2 separate regions of the Mus musculus genome follow, and region 2 is linked to region 1. Evidence: chromatin contacts called from public promoter capture Hi-C data. All regions are on one chromosome and are shown on one strand. The core of a region is the stretch at or near the end of the contact, and the rest is flanking DNA. Distances in the headings are between cores, read along the strand shown. Region 1 holds the start of Pdp2 (pyruvate dehyrogenase phosphatase catalytic subunit 2). Region 2 holds the start of Psmb10 (proteasome (prosome, macropain) subunit, beta type 10).

Region 1 (6,760 bases), core at 2,485-4,984:
TATTCTTTACTAAGGTTTGGATTGCTCACTAAGGAGTGAAGTGTCTAAAGGGCATTCCTGTTAGCCTTGGCACCAGAGGGAGACTCTTAACCCTCTTTACAGTAGGTATCAATTGAATCAGAGTTAAAAAACACCACCATGACAGTGATATCATCCCGGTACATCCTGGCCACATCCTCTGGCAGTGTCAGCATGGCAGCCAGCCGCTCCGGCTCCATCTCCCCGTACTCGTTGCTCCCGATGGCGTGTCTGATCAGATGCGTGGCTGTGTTCTGGTCAGCCGCATGGAGTCCACTGGCTTTCCTCTGCAGCAGCAGGCTCTGCATGAGGCCTAGGTTGGCTGGTCTTTGGTCCAGGTCCGGCTTATGGCGACCCACCTTGGACAGGTGCCCCACCACCAGCCTCACCACGTCCTCATTCCCCAGCATGTCCCACAGGCCATCTGAGGCCAGCACCAGGAACTTATCCTGGCGCCTTAGCCTGTGGTAGGTAACCTCAGGTTTGGCAGTCAGGTAGGGTGGAGTGTAGTAGTGGGGCGGGGTAAACTGGTAGATGTTGAGGGCCTCCGTATCAAAGCCCCTTGCGAGGACATTCCGCTGCAGCTCTTTGCTCCACTTTAGCTGGACATCCCCGAAGGCCCTGCAGGGCATGAGGACACCCAGAAGCCTGTCGTCTATGATGAGTGTCCTGTCCTCGGACTCGGGGTGTTCCCTCTTAAGCCGGGACAGCTCAGCCTCATTCCAGGCGTTGTGGTCACAGGTAAGAGGTAAACATGACCAGGCACCGTTTTCTTCCTGGACACCGAGGATAGCCCGGCAGTCACCAGCATTTGCTACATGCAGGTGAACTCCATTGACGTGGGCCATGCAGGCTGTTGCCCCAGAGAAAGCAACCTGGAGGGATAAGTTTCTCGTTACCTCATCTTCCAGAGGAGCCTGGATTTCTAGCGAGATGTCAGAATCCAGTCTCTGGAAGGAGTACATCAATGCTTCTTCAATGCTCAGCCCCATTTCCATATGCAGGTCAAGGAGCTCCTGCCAATAGACACGGAGGTGGTCCAGATGCACGGACGTGACGTCCTTATAAATACTATCTCCGGGGTGCTTGAGCCAACGCAGGATGGGCAGCAAAGGCTTCATGTTTTCCGTTGCTTCCTCCATCTGCTCCAAGGTCTGATGGGACATCAGGGACACCGCCATGTAGTAGAAAAGCCTCTCACTCACCGCTTGCGCACACGCGTGGCCCCCGTGTCCATCAAAAATACCGAACATCATCCCATTCGTTTGGACGCAGGTAGCCACACCTTGCCGGTCCTCCACAGGGGAATTGGCAGCCAGCTGGTTGCTCTCGAACCTTAACACTGAATTTGGTACTCCGTTGTTGAAATCAAGGACCTTGTGGGATGACTCGCCAGCTCGGAGCAGGTCACTGACCTGTTCGGGGCTGAGCTGTAGGTGGAAATCCTCTTCCTCGGTTGATGTGTGTCTGTAGGCTTTCCGCAGGGCAAAGCCACCAGGTGGAGAACCACACTTGAGGGCTGATGATGCCAATGCCGGAGAAAAGGGCCTCCACTTCAGCAGGTTCCTACTCGTGGCAGCCCTTGAGTATAGGCGTCTCCCACCTCGTAAAAGAGCAATACGATTCCTTGCAGAATTGAAGATCCAGTAGGACACAGTACTTGACATTCTGAAACAAGTGGCAGGTGGAGGTGGAGTGTTTTTTCAGCCTGAAATTTCAAGAGTTTATAAAAGCTTCAAAGTTCAAGTTATTAAAAATACTAAACTGCTAGAACATCACTTTTGCTAATGCGCTCTCTGATTTTATAGAGAGCTTCCGGCCTTCCTGCCAGCCAACTTGTGCCTCCTTTTCCTTTCTAAACCGTTCCTCAGGCCAGAGCCTACTATCTACGTCCTTTGTTCAGTCTCCCTTGCAGTATTTAAGTTTTCCCTTTTGTATCTGTTCCCCCAAGGAATCTACCTACCCCATGAATTCCAGTCATGTAGCTGCTGACTAGCGGCTGTCCTGAGTCCAGGCCTGTACCTGGTATACATTATATATATTACATTAATATATTATATATAAATATCATCAATATTATCTCGATATGGTGTTTTTGAAGCCCCACTGACTCTAGCTACTTAGCATACTGTGTCTCACCGGCAATACGTGGTTAGGTTTTGTTTTATTATTGTTGTTTTATTCATCACTGGGGACTGAACACAAGGTCTCTTCTATTTGATCTACCACTGAGCTACATCCCCAGCCCTCTTTCACACTTAGCCTTGAACTTTAGATCCTCCTGCCTCAGATTCCAGGGTAGCTAGAATTAGCCATCAGTTGCTGGTCTCACAGAATTCCTGTGTAATTTGTATTGGTCATTGTTGTTTTGTTTTGAGACAAGGTCTTACTTTGTCACCCTGGCCAGCATGAAATTCACTGTGTAGGTCAAGCTGTCCTCAAAATCAGAGATCTGCCTGCTCTGACGTTCTCAATACCTCATGAGATTAAAAGTGTGTGCACCATGTCAAGATTTCACAACGTTCTGTAAAGACTTAATAAAATACGACACTTCTGAGCCGTCACAGTGCTATCACGCCTTTAATTCCAGAATTCCGGAAGCAAAGGTGAAGAGGCAAGCTGATCTGTGAGTTCAAAGCCAGCCTGATCTACATTGCAGACTGTTACTTTGCTTGACAAAGTAAGCCCATGGGAATGGGGGGGGGGGGTTGAAACTGGGAGTGTGGGTGCACGCCTTTAATCCCAGCACTTAGAAGGAAAAGGCAGGCAGAATTTGAGACCAGGTACACAGAGAAACTGTCTCAAAAATCAACAAAAGGAGGGAGCCACTATTTTTGTCCTTGGGATACATTCTGTACAGATTTTTATATCATTGGGCCAACTACTGTGAACATGATTTCCTATTAAAGGCAATGTTTTCAGTGATAGTACTATTTATGGTTTTTGGCATAAACATTCACAACTACTGGTGACTTGGAGCTTGTTTCCACTAACCTGGTACCAAATTACATGGCATTTGCAGTCACCTTTCCCTTACTTATTTCCAAAACCAGTAGGTCAAAGGGTATAAACGCACTGTCAAACCGATTTCCCAAAGCCAATACCCATCCCGCTGAACTTGGGACAGATGAGGTCGGACAGGGGCAGATGGCCTCAGACGCCCCTTGACCCTGCAGAAAGGACAGGCAGCTGTGCGCAATGAAAACCATTCGCCTCCAATGGGACAGAAAGAATTTAGCACCCCTAAAGAAACCAAGTCTCTTGATTTCTTGGCTGGACCGCAAGGCTCTAAGAAATCCCAGCCCCCGTTTAGTGGCTGAGCCTTGGCTTTCCAAGGTGTAAGAATCCAGTTGCGACGTCCAGCTCACCGGTGCTCCAGTACTAAGGAAGCTGGTGCAGAGAACCGGCTAAGCAGTCGTCTCCTCCACCAGTGCGCGGGCCCACGTGGCGCGTGCGCGCGAGTGGGGTGACCATGACCAGGGGCCAGCTCGTCCCGCCCTCTCACCTCATCCCCCTCTCCGCCCCATCACCTGAGGTACCCGTAAACTAGGCTAGGGAAGGCGTCCGCACCCCGAATCGTCCCCTTCCTTACCTCGTATCCTCGTCCTCTCCTCCCCAGCTGGCGCCGCTGGCACTCGGCGGATCCTCTCGGCTCACTCTGGTCCTGAGCACAGTTCCGCGGTTGCTGCGACTGGGTTTTACTTCCCTGGAGAGGCCCCCAGTCGAGGAACCAGCACCAAAAGAAATATCCCTCCCGCCATTCCTGATTGGCTTATCCTTGGAGGCGGGCCCTTGACGGACATTGAGATTACCCAATGGATGAGGAGGGCAAAAGGAAGGCAGAGGGGCGGGGCCGGGAGGGGCCACCCTGCACTCTACCCCCTGGGGTTACCCGTGGCTTTTGTGCAGCCGCTGCGCCAGTAGGTCGTCACGTGGGGCTCTTCCCCAAGCTTCCCTTATCACCACACCCTGCAAAGCCAGAACCAAGAGACCTCTCCAGTTCTTTACAGTTCATTCTCACATAGATTCCTCCCGGGTTTTGTTCCGTTCCCTCCAAGCCTCTCTCCAAAGTGCCACATCTTTATTATCTTTGGACACCTATCTTGAAGGCTTTATGGACACTCTAGGTTCTACTTGCCCTGACCTTATCTTCCAGTCAAACCTGCTTTTCTTCCTAAACCAGCAATGGCTTCGCCGGCCCCAGAAGACCCAAGTCCAAACACCAGGGTCAATTTGATGCTTCCCTTACTGTCACACACTTTAATCCTGTCATTCCCACCTCCTAAGTCCCTTCCCACCCATCCATTTGCCAATGCCAGACTCCAAAGCCTTTAAGGCCCCCTACTTCCAAATTACACTTAGTCCCAACCGATTTTCCTTCCTTTACAAACAGCTAGAAGGAACCTTCTAATACTCACATTTCTGATCTAAAGAGTTCATTGGCTCCTTACTAACCACCATTTTGAATTCTCAATTACATTGGCCTCTTAGCGACAAGTGATGTTAGCCGCACCTTTACTTGTTGGTAGCTTGGGAGAGCCAGAACCAGAGAGGTCCAGAGCTTTCCCTCCTTGCCTTCTGGTCCTAACAATAGCTGAGTCTGGTCTTCACCTTATAATGTGTGAGTCAGTAGAGTCCTTTCTTGAAGTCAAAGAGAGATAAGAGATAGCAGAAAGGTCTGAGAGTGCTGTCTCTGGAAAGAAAGGCAAGCTGGTTTACCCAAAGTCACGTCTGAGGTAAAAGTGTTCCTGCTGTATTTCTGTGATGTGTCCCCTTACTGGGCCTCAGGCCTCTCAAGGAGGTGGTTGCTTGGGAGTGTTTTGTTTTATTTGTGTTTTTGAGGTAGCATCTCACTAGGTAGCCCTAGCTGGTCTAGAACTAGCTATGTAGAACCGGCTGGTCTCCAATGTACAAAGATCCACCTACTTCTGCCTCCCAAATTCTGGGATTAAAGGCGTTTGCTAAATCCCTGTTTTTGTTCTGGGTTTTGCTTTGGTTTTGTGATACTGAGGATTGAACCTAGAGCCTCCTGAATACTATCAAACACTATCATAGATAGATCTTCGTTACTCTACCCTGTCCCCCTCTCCCCTCCCATCCTACCCTACCCCTTCCCCTTTTTATGCCTTGAGACAGATTCTCACTAAGTTGTCAAAGTCAATCTTGAACTTATGTCCTCCTGCCTCAGCCTCAGAAGTAGCCCTGAGGGTGTTATATAGGTCTGCACCCTGTCTGGAAGTTGTAAATCAGAATTTGTACTAAGTTTCTTCTGGACACTGTGGGGTCTCTTTCAGGCCCATACTAAAAACCAAGTAAGTAAATGGGCAGGAGAGAACAAAGAGGCATGCTTTACTGTGCTGTACTTTTAGTTTGTTTTACAAATACTTTATCTGATTGCATAGAAGGTTATCCTTCAGAACAGGGACAGGAAGTCGCTGCTGCAGTTTGAAATGAATATAATCAACATTTCTCCCTTCCTTTTCCTCCCTCCAAACTCTCATACGCCTCCTTCTTCAAATTCATGGCCTCTTTTTTTCACTAAATGTTACTGCATGCCTCTGTGTGTGTGTGTGTGTGTGTGTGTGTGTGTGTGCGTGCGTGCGTGCGTGCATGCGCGTGCACATTCCTGAATATAATCTGCTCAGTTTGTATGTTACTTGTATGTATGTTTTCAGGACTGACCATTTGACACTAGACAACCAGTTAGTGTCAGGGGAAAACCACCTCTCCCGCTCCCAACTTCCCTCAGTTAACTGAGGCAAGAAGTTTTAGTTGTTCAGCCCACAAATATGATTGGTCCTGAGCTGACTCTTAGATACACACAGATGGCCCCCACCCCGAACATTCTTGAGAAAAGTTATGTCATCCTGCTAAGTCTGAAAACATAGAGTCTTCCTTTCTCTCTTTCTTTTTCTCCCTTTCTTTCTTTCTTCCTTTCTTTTTTCTTTCTTTCTTTTTTTTCTCTTTCTTTCTTTCTTCCTTTCTTTTTTCTCTTTCTTTCTTTCTTCCTTTCTTCTTTCTTTCTTTCTTTCTTTCTTTCTTTCTTTCTTTCCTTTTCTTTTGATAAAACATTTATTTGAGGACCAGGTGTGTTAGTGCACACCTTTAATAACAGCATTCGGGAGGCAGAGGCAGGTAGATCTCTGAGTTGGACACAAAAGGCAGCCAGGGTGGTGCCTTTAATCCCAGAACTCCAAGGTGCTCTGAGTTCAAATCTAGCCTAGTCTACAGAGTGAATTCTAGGACAGTCAGGACTGTAGAGTGAGACCCCCATTTCAAAAACAGACAGACAAACAAACAAACAACAAGAAACTAATGATATATAACCCATTAGGTCCTCACTGGCAGTTTTTACAACGTCCTGTTCCGGACCTCCAAAAAGTGGCGGCAAGCTTTTCAGTCATGGTCTTAGATCTGCAATCATCTTCACTCTTAGGATTAGCACAGCTTCACAGATAGACCAACCTCAACCAGAAGCAGTGACCTCACAGGAATCAGATTGTCACCTTAAAGGACAAGGACTTCCAGCCACCTTACAGAACCAGAACAGAGACAATCAAGCCAACTACAGCCGGACCAGGATTGCTAATGTATGCATACCTCCTGCCTCAGCTCTTCCTCTAGTTCAAGCCTAAGCCAGTGCTCAGCAGATGGACTAAATTTCCAATTTCCATCTTTGCAACATGGCTACATCGATTAAACCCCTATATACCCTTTTACCACCACCCGATTGCTTTGCTTT
Region 2 (7,188 bases), core at 4,646-7,145, 1.3 Mb before region 1:
GCGACGAGAACTGTATCCTTTTGTGTAAATGCTGACAGTGGGGAGAGGTCCTCTCCTTGAGTGGAAAGTGGCCTTGGTCCTGTGGCTGCCTCCTTGACCTGACAACCCTGCAGACATGGAATTCCTTGAAGTCCTAACCGAGGGCCTTGAACGGGTGTTGTTGGTGCGTGGCGGCGGCCGGGAAGTCATCACCATCTATTCCTGAGCCCCGATGGAGTCTTGTGGCCTGGAGTTGGGGTGTCTAGGACAACAGTGCCCGGCCTTGCACCTACTTGCCAGTTCTGCTTTGCCCAGCCTTGCTTTGGACCAGCTCTGCTACGTCTCCAGGGAAACCAAGCTTGGGCCTTGCAGTGGAAATGGATCCGAGGGCCCAGGGGACCCTGGTGGATTTAGGGACTGTCCCCTCCCATACTCCAATAGAGGCCTATCCTGACTAGAGAAGACTGGTGAGGGTTGATACGGGATTTGAATTCCCAGATGGGCCCACAAGTGCTATTTATTGTATATTTATTGTTTGGATGTCATCATTTCAGAAAGGGGAAGAGGGGCACAGTAAGAGGGGGAGCTGAGCTGGGCCTGCCTGCAGGAAGACCTGGCCCAGGCTGCTGTGGGCAGAGGCCCTCATCAAGCCAAGTGGAATGGAGCCGGCCAAGCTGAGCCTGACTTTTTTCAATAAAACATTGTGTACTTCTGGGCCTCCTGCTGCTCCGGCTCTTTTTTCCCTGGCGCCAAGGGAAGAAAGACGGAACTGAACCCCAGTCCAGAGCCAGATCCCAAAGGCTATGCCCCTTCCTGGCCACCCCCATTGGCCGTCTGTCCCTCCCACTGGCCCCGGGGGCCCCTCCCACCCCCGGTCCAGATAAGGCCAGCCCAGGACTGCCTCATCTGTCAGTAGGCACTGGGCTGTGATGGGGCTGCCTGGCTCCCCATGGCAGCGGGTGCTGTTGCTGTTGGGGCTACTGCTCCCTCCTGCCACCCCCTTCTGGCTCCTCAATGTGCTCTTCCCCCCGCACACCACGCCCAAGGCTGAACTCAGTAACCACACACGGCCTGTCATCCTCGGTAAGCCCCCACTAGGCCCCTGATACATCAAGCGAGACCCCGGGGAGCCTGGGTCCTAAGCCCGACAGCAGCAGATTCTGTCAAGGTTCTCTTGGCCCACCATGAGCCCTCACGAGCCTGAATTGGTGTGGGGAAGGACCAAAGGCTCGTTCTCCAGAGACATCACTCCTTTCTTCTTCATACTATTCTGTCTCCAAGTTGTCTTCTCCGGGGGTCTGGGGTTGGGGTGGTGGTCGGCGAATGGGAATAGATTTGCCTGAGGCCTTGGCCAGGGCACTACAAGCCATGACCAGCTCTAGATACATTGGATACTGGGTTAAGTCCCACACTTCCTTGGCCTCTGTCTTACCAAGAACAAGATACCCAGCCAGAGATACCCAGCTATCCCAGGCAGGATAGCAGGAGAGGTCTGTAAAGGCCTGCCCCCTGTTCAAGGCCCAGCCCCTGTCCCCCCTTACCTATTTGTTCTCCCCTTGGACTTTGGCAATAATGGAAAGCCAGGCTGGGTGTTTGCTTTGTGGGGGCAGGGGTCAGTGGCCTTGGTTCCTGGAACCTTCCGTGCCTGAAGGGAGCCTGGAATCAGCGGTACCGGTGGGACAGTAAGAATGGAGCCGGAGAGAGGTGTCATTAGAACCTTGAGGAGGGTGTACGAGATGGAGGGGTGGGCTTTTTTGGGTGGTAGGGTTGGGGGGTTGGAGAGAAGCCAAGAGGTTCAGAACAAAAGCTGGTGCCCACAGTGCCTGGCTGCTTGGGGAATCGGCTAGAAGCCAAGCTGGATAAACCAGATGTGGTGAACTGGATGTGCTACCGTAAGACAGAGGACTTCTTCACCATCTGGCTGGATTTCAACTTGTTTCTCCCCCTCGGGGTGGACTGCTGGATTGATAATACCAGGTATGTCCTGTGTGGTCTACCAAACCCCTGCACGTTGACCCTTGGCTGCTGGCTGCTAAATGTCCCACTATCCCCAGGATTGTCTACAACCACAGCTCTGGGCGCGTGTCCAATGCCCCTGGTGTCCAGATCCGTGTCCCTGGCTTTGGCAAGACCGAATCTGTTGAGTACGTGGATGACAACAAGCTAGCAGGTGTGTGTACCCGGGAAAGGCAAGGACTCTTCTTGGCCACCGGGCTAGCCTGCGGGCATAATGGACAGAATCCCCTCTGTTTCTGCCTCCCCACAGGCTACCTGCACACACTGGTGCAGAATCTGGTTAACAACGGATATGTGCGGGATGAGACAGTGCGGGCCGCACCCTATGACTGGCGTCTGGCACCCCGTAAGTGTTTGCAGGTGATGGGCTGGGGCCTTGACAGGTGGTCCCAGGTCCTAACTACCCTGACCTATCTACTCGTCTTCAGACCAGCAGGATGAATACTACAAGAAGCTGGCTGGCCTGGTAGAGGAGATGTATGCCGCTTATGGGAAGCCTGTCTTCCTCATTGGGCATAGCCTTGGCTGTCTGCATGTGCTCCACTTCTTACTGCGGCAGCCTCAGTCCTGGAAGGACCACTTCATTGATGGTTTTATCTCTCTCGGGGCTCCGTGGGGTGGTTCCATCAAGGCCATGCGGATCCTGGCCTCAGGTGAGGAGCCTCTTGGGCGTGGTCATCCAGTGTGGGGTAAGGAGGAGTGAAGCAGATCACAGAGCTAGCTAGCCGTCACTCCAGCTCTGCTCAGTGTTGCCCCGGGGATATTGTCTGTCTGTCTGTCTGTCTGTCTGTCTGTCTGTCTGTCTGTCAGGGCACACCTGTTGTCCTTTAGCCCCTTGAAAGCAGCAACCATTTGGACATCTCCTTCCAGAGTCCTTGAGTGCTGATAGAGGAAGCCAATCCCAGTCGTCTGTCAACCCCAGATTTGCTCCTGGTAGCCCCCAAGTCCTGTACACTATGGCTTTTAGCTACATTTTACCTCCCAGAGCCCCTGTGCCCAGGAATCTGTTTCATTGAGGACATGATCTGCCACGGCAGGGCCAAACCTAGGGATCCTTCTTGCTCCTGTTTGTGCAGTAGCCCCAGGGACCCAGTACTAATACAGCTACTGCTCACTAAACACCACCGTATACTGGGCGTAGCCAGACTTAGCCTTCACTGTGAAGTTTACAGTCTAGTGAGTGATCCACCAGACTGTACGACTGGATGTAAAGCAGATACCATTGCCGGGCAGTGGTAGCACACGCCTTTAATCCCAGCACTTGGGAGGCAGAGGCAGGCAGATTTCTGAGTTTGAGGCCAGCCTGGTCTACAGAGTAAGTTCCAGAACAGCCAGGACTACACAGAGAAACCCTGTCTCAAAAAAAACAAAAACAAAACCCAAAGAAACCAAAACAGATACTGTCTAAATCTCCTGAAATGCAGTCCTGTGACCACTGTGTAGCATAGGCAGAGGACCTAAGGAAGAATAGCCAACACACACACACAAACACATATCCCTTATTCTCTTTAACTGTCATACACTCTGTTTGAGGCCCCATCTTCCCTGTCGTCTTCCCTGTTTGAGCTCTGTCTTACCAGCATAGCCTCTTTTATTTATTTATTTTAATTTTTATTTTTTTAAGATTTATTTATTATTGTATCTAAGTACACTGTAGCTGTCTTCAGACACACCAGAAGAGGGCATCAGATCTCATTACAGATGGTTGTGAGCCACCATGTGGTTGCTGGAATTTGAACTCAGGACCTTTGGAAGAGCAGTCAGTGCTCTTAACCACTGAGCCATCTCTCCAGCCCTTATTTTTATTTTTTTTAGGATTTATTTATTATTTATATGTAAGTACACTGTAGCTGTCTTCAGACACACCAGTAGAGGGTATCAGATCCCATTACAGATGGTTGTAAGCCACCATGTGGTTGTTGGATTTGAACTCAGGACCTTCATAAGAACAGTAGTGCTCTTAACCGCTGAGCCATCTCTCCAGCCCCCGCAAATAAGCATACGGAGCACTTAACCGAACACCAGGCCTGCTCTTGTCTGTGTTTTGGAATCAAGATCAGGTTGTGGCAGAAACAAGGTGGAGTGCTTTTGCCGAGGTAAACTGTGGACCAGGCCCAGCTCCCTGTCCCACCTTGTTCTCCCCTGTCCTAGGTGACAACCAGGGCATCCCCATCCTGTCCAACATAAAGCTGAAAGAGGAGCAGCGCATAACCACGACTTCCCCCTGGATGCTCCCAGCCCCTCACGTGTGGCCTGAAGACCATGTGTTCATTTCCACACCAAACTTCAACTACACCGTCCAAGACTTTGAGCGTTTTTTCACAGATCTGCATTTTGAAGAAGGCTGGCACATGTTTCTTCAGTCTCGTGACCTACTGGAGCGCCTCCCCGCACCTGGTGTAGAAGTATATTGTCTCTACGGTGTGGGCAGACCCACACCCCACACCTACATCTATGACCACAACTTCCCCTACAAAGACCCCGTGGCTGCACTCTATGAAGATGGGGACGACACCGTAGCCACCCGCAGCACTGAGCTCTGTGGCCAGTGGCAGGGCCGCCAGTCGCAGCCCGTACATTTGCTGCCCATGAACGAGACAGATCACCTCAACATGGTCTTCAGCAATAAGACACTGGAGCATATCAATGCCATCCTACTGGGTGCCTACCGCACTCCTAAGTCGCCAGCTGCCAGCCCAAGTCCCCCACCCCCTGAATAAAGACCTAGCTGTTATAAATAAGTGCAGGGTGTTTGTTATGGGTTAAGGGGAAGGCACTACTAGGTTCCTTAGATAACCTGCATCACCTGGCTGATGCATGCTTGATCTGGGCTTAGGGGAACACGGGGTTCAGTGGGCTTTGCTAAGGCCCCAGACTGGACTGACTTTGAGATATGTAAATAGATTTTCATTGTCCTAGTTGAGCTGCTCAGGAAGCTTGCTCTGTGGCTTCCTTCTTAGGGGCCCAGGACAATATTCAGATCTGGGTATATGGCTGTTAGAATGGGGACACAGAGAAATAGGATTTGAAGTCGACTTTTGAGTTCTGGTTGGATACAGAAATTTATAATAAAGCATGGTGGTGCACGCCTTCAACTCAACACTTGGGAGGCAGAGGCAGGCAGATCTCTGTAGGCCACTCTGATACACACAGTTCCAGGACAGCCAAGACCACAGAGATTCTGTCCCCAAAACACAAACAAATAAATAGAATTTAAGATATTGGGGCTGGGGATTGTTAATGTAAGAACTTGGATTCCATGACAGCCGGAGCTATACAGAGAAAACCTGTCTCGAAAAAACAAACAAATAAATGGGGCTAGAGAGATGGCTCAGCGTCTGTTGAAAGAAGCTGTTTTTCCAGAGGACCCTGGTTCAATACCCAGCACCCACATGGCTGCTCACAAGTGTCTGTAACTCCAGTTTTAGGGGAGCTGACACCTCACACAGACATGCAGGCAAAACACCAACGCACATAAAATAAGCCATAAAAAAATTAAAAAATTAGGGCCACGTGGTGGTACACATGCCTTTAATCTTCTCATCCAGGCCAACCTTGTCTACAGAGCTTATTCCAGGGCAGACAGGGCTACACTCAACTACACTGAAAAACAGTTTTTCAAGCGCCCCCCCCCCCCAAAAAAAAAGTTTAGGATCTGAAGAAAAGACAGTTCATCTAAAGAAGATTTAATGTGAGACATTAGAGAGAGAGAGAGAGCAAGCACTCAGAAGTTAAGAGCATTTTTTTGCACTTGGAGAGGACCTGAGTTTGGTTCCCAACGCCCACGTGGTGGCACGCCCACATGGTGGCTCATGATCATCTGTAACTTCAGTTCCAGGGAATCTGATGCCCTCTTCTGACCTTGGTGGGCATGTGGCATGCACATACCACATTCACTCACACACATAACTAAGCCTGCAAGGGCTTCATTTCTACTTACTTTTAAGGGGTTATGTGTGTGAGTGTTTTACCTGAATACATGTATGTGCCTGCAGTGCTCAGGGGGTGTCAGCAGAGATGGGAATGGAGGATCTAAGGCGCACCATAGGTCTGGCAAGGAGTGTAATAGCCCCTTCCTCAAGTTATCTGGGACTAGCAGCAAAGACGAAAGTGAAAGAGAAGATGCACACAGCAGCCAACAGCCTCTGAACTAGGGTGGGGGTGAAAGCGAAAGTAGGAAGCGTCCGGAAAAACCCCACAGAAGCCAGGACAGACGCCTCTGCTCCCCCTGGCTGATCCACTCATCGAGACCCCCGCATTCTCACTTGGCCTTCCTGCGAGATGCTGAAGCAGGCAGTGGAACCCACAGGAGGCTTCTCTTTCGAGAACTGCCAGAGGTGAAAGGGGAGTGGAGTTCTAGTCACGAACTGCTGGTGCCTTGTTTTATTGGTGGAGTGGGGGAACCCTATGTTGGGTGACCAAGTAGGGGCTTAAGCCAGGAGATGAGTAGAAATGGGTTTGGGGACCGGTTCAGGGACCCTCCCTTGATGCAGAACTGAAACGCGAGTCACCCCAATGTTTCCAGGAATGCGTCCTTGGAACACGTCCTTCCGGGACTTCGGGTTCCTCATGCACGCAAGACCGGGACTACCATCGCGGGGCTTGTGTTCCGAGTAAGCGGGGTGATAAGGGCTGGAGGGCTAGAAGGGCAGCCACTGCGGAGATCAGGTGGGCATTAAGGCTGGGCTCTGCCTCTGCAGGATGGAGTCATCCTGGGAGCGGACACGCGGGCCACTAACGATTCGGTTGTGGCGGACAAAAGCTGCGAGAAGATCCACTTCATCGCCCCTAAAATCTAGTCAGTATGCCCCGGACCAGTCCCCATATTCAAACATAAGCTGCACTGTCGCTCACTCCCTACTTTGTCCCTGCACGTCCCTGTCCACATCCACCATCCCTTTGTCCCTTAGCTGCTGTGGGGCTGGAGTAGCTGCGGACACTGAGATGACTACGCGGATGGCAGCTTCCAAGATGGAACTACATGCGCTGTCCACCGGCCGTGAGCCTCGGGTGGCCACGGTCACCCGTATCCTGCGCCAGACGCTTTTCCGGTGAGCAAGTGGGGCTAAGATGACCCCTAAACGGGGTATCTGCAGGTGGGTGGAGTTGACAGGAGGCGGGACGTGGAGTGGGGGGGAGCGGGGCTGCGACCTGCAGGGAGACCGGAAGAAGACAGACCAAGCTGAGTTCCGG

What was found. Promoter capture Hi-C pulls out the DNA fragments that hold promoters and counts their contacts.
Region 2: a contact with region 1 is called in a promoter capture Hi-C map of liver, with 5 times the contacts expected there. The contact joins the promoter of Psmb10 here to the promoter of Pdp2 in region 1. A contact is called at or near these places in 3 of 39 promoter capture datasets (liver, pre-B cells and stem cell-derived epiblast-like cells).

Annotation. Positions count from the first base shown.
Region 1 is chr8:104,588,446-104,595,205 of GRCm38.p6, reverse strand. It overlaps Pdp2 (pyruvate dehyrogenase phosphatase catalytic subunit 2), which reads right to left and starts at 3,734. Exons shown (of 2, transcript NM_001024606.2): 1 at 3,611-3,734; 2 at 1-1,726. The coding sequence starts at 1,685. The coding sequence ends at 87.
Region 2 is chr8:105,937,099-105,944,286 of GRCm38.p6, reverse strand. Psmb10 (proteasome (prosome, macropain) subunit, beta type 10) reads left to right here and starts at 5,895. Exons shown (of 8, transcript NM_013640.3): 1 at 5,895-6,332; 2 at 6,521-6,608; 3 at 6,696-6,793; 4 at 6,906-7,046. The coding sequence starts at 6,277. It overlaps Lcat (lecithin cholesterol acyltransferase), which reads left to right and starts at 885. Exons shown (of 6, transcript NM_008490.2): 1 at 885-1,062; 2 at 1,800-1,956; 3 at 2,034-2,149; 4 at 2,246-2,341; 5 at 2,424-2,648; 6 at 4,147-4,736. The coding sequence starts at 909. The coding sequence ends at 4,715. Slc12a4 (solute carrier family 12, member 4) reads left to right here. Exons shown (of 24, transcript NM_009195.3): 23 at 1-12; 24 at 114-697. The coding sequence ends at 205.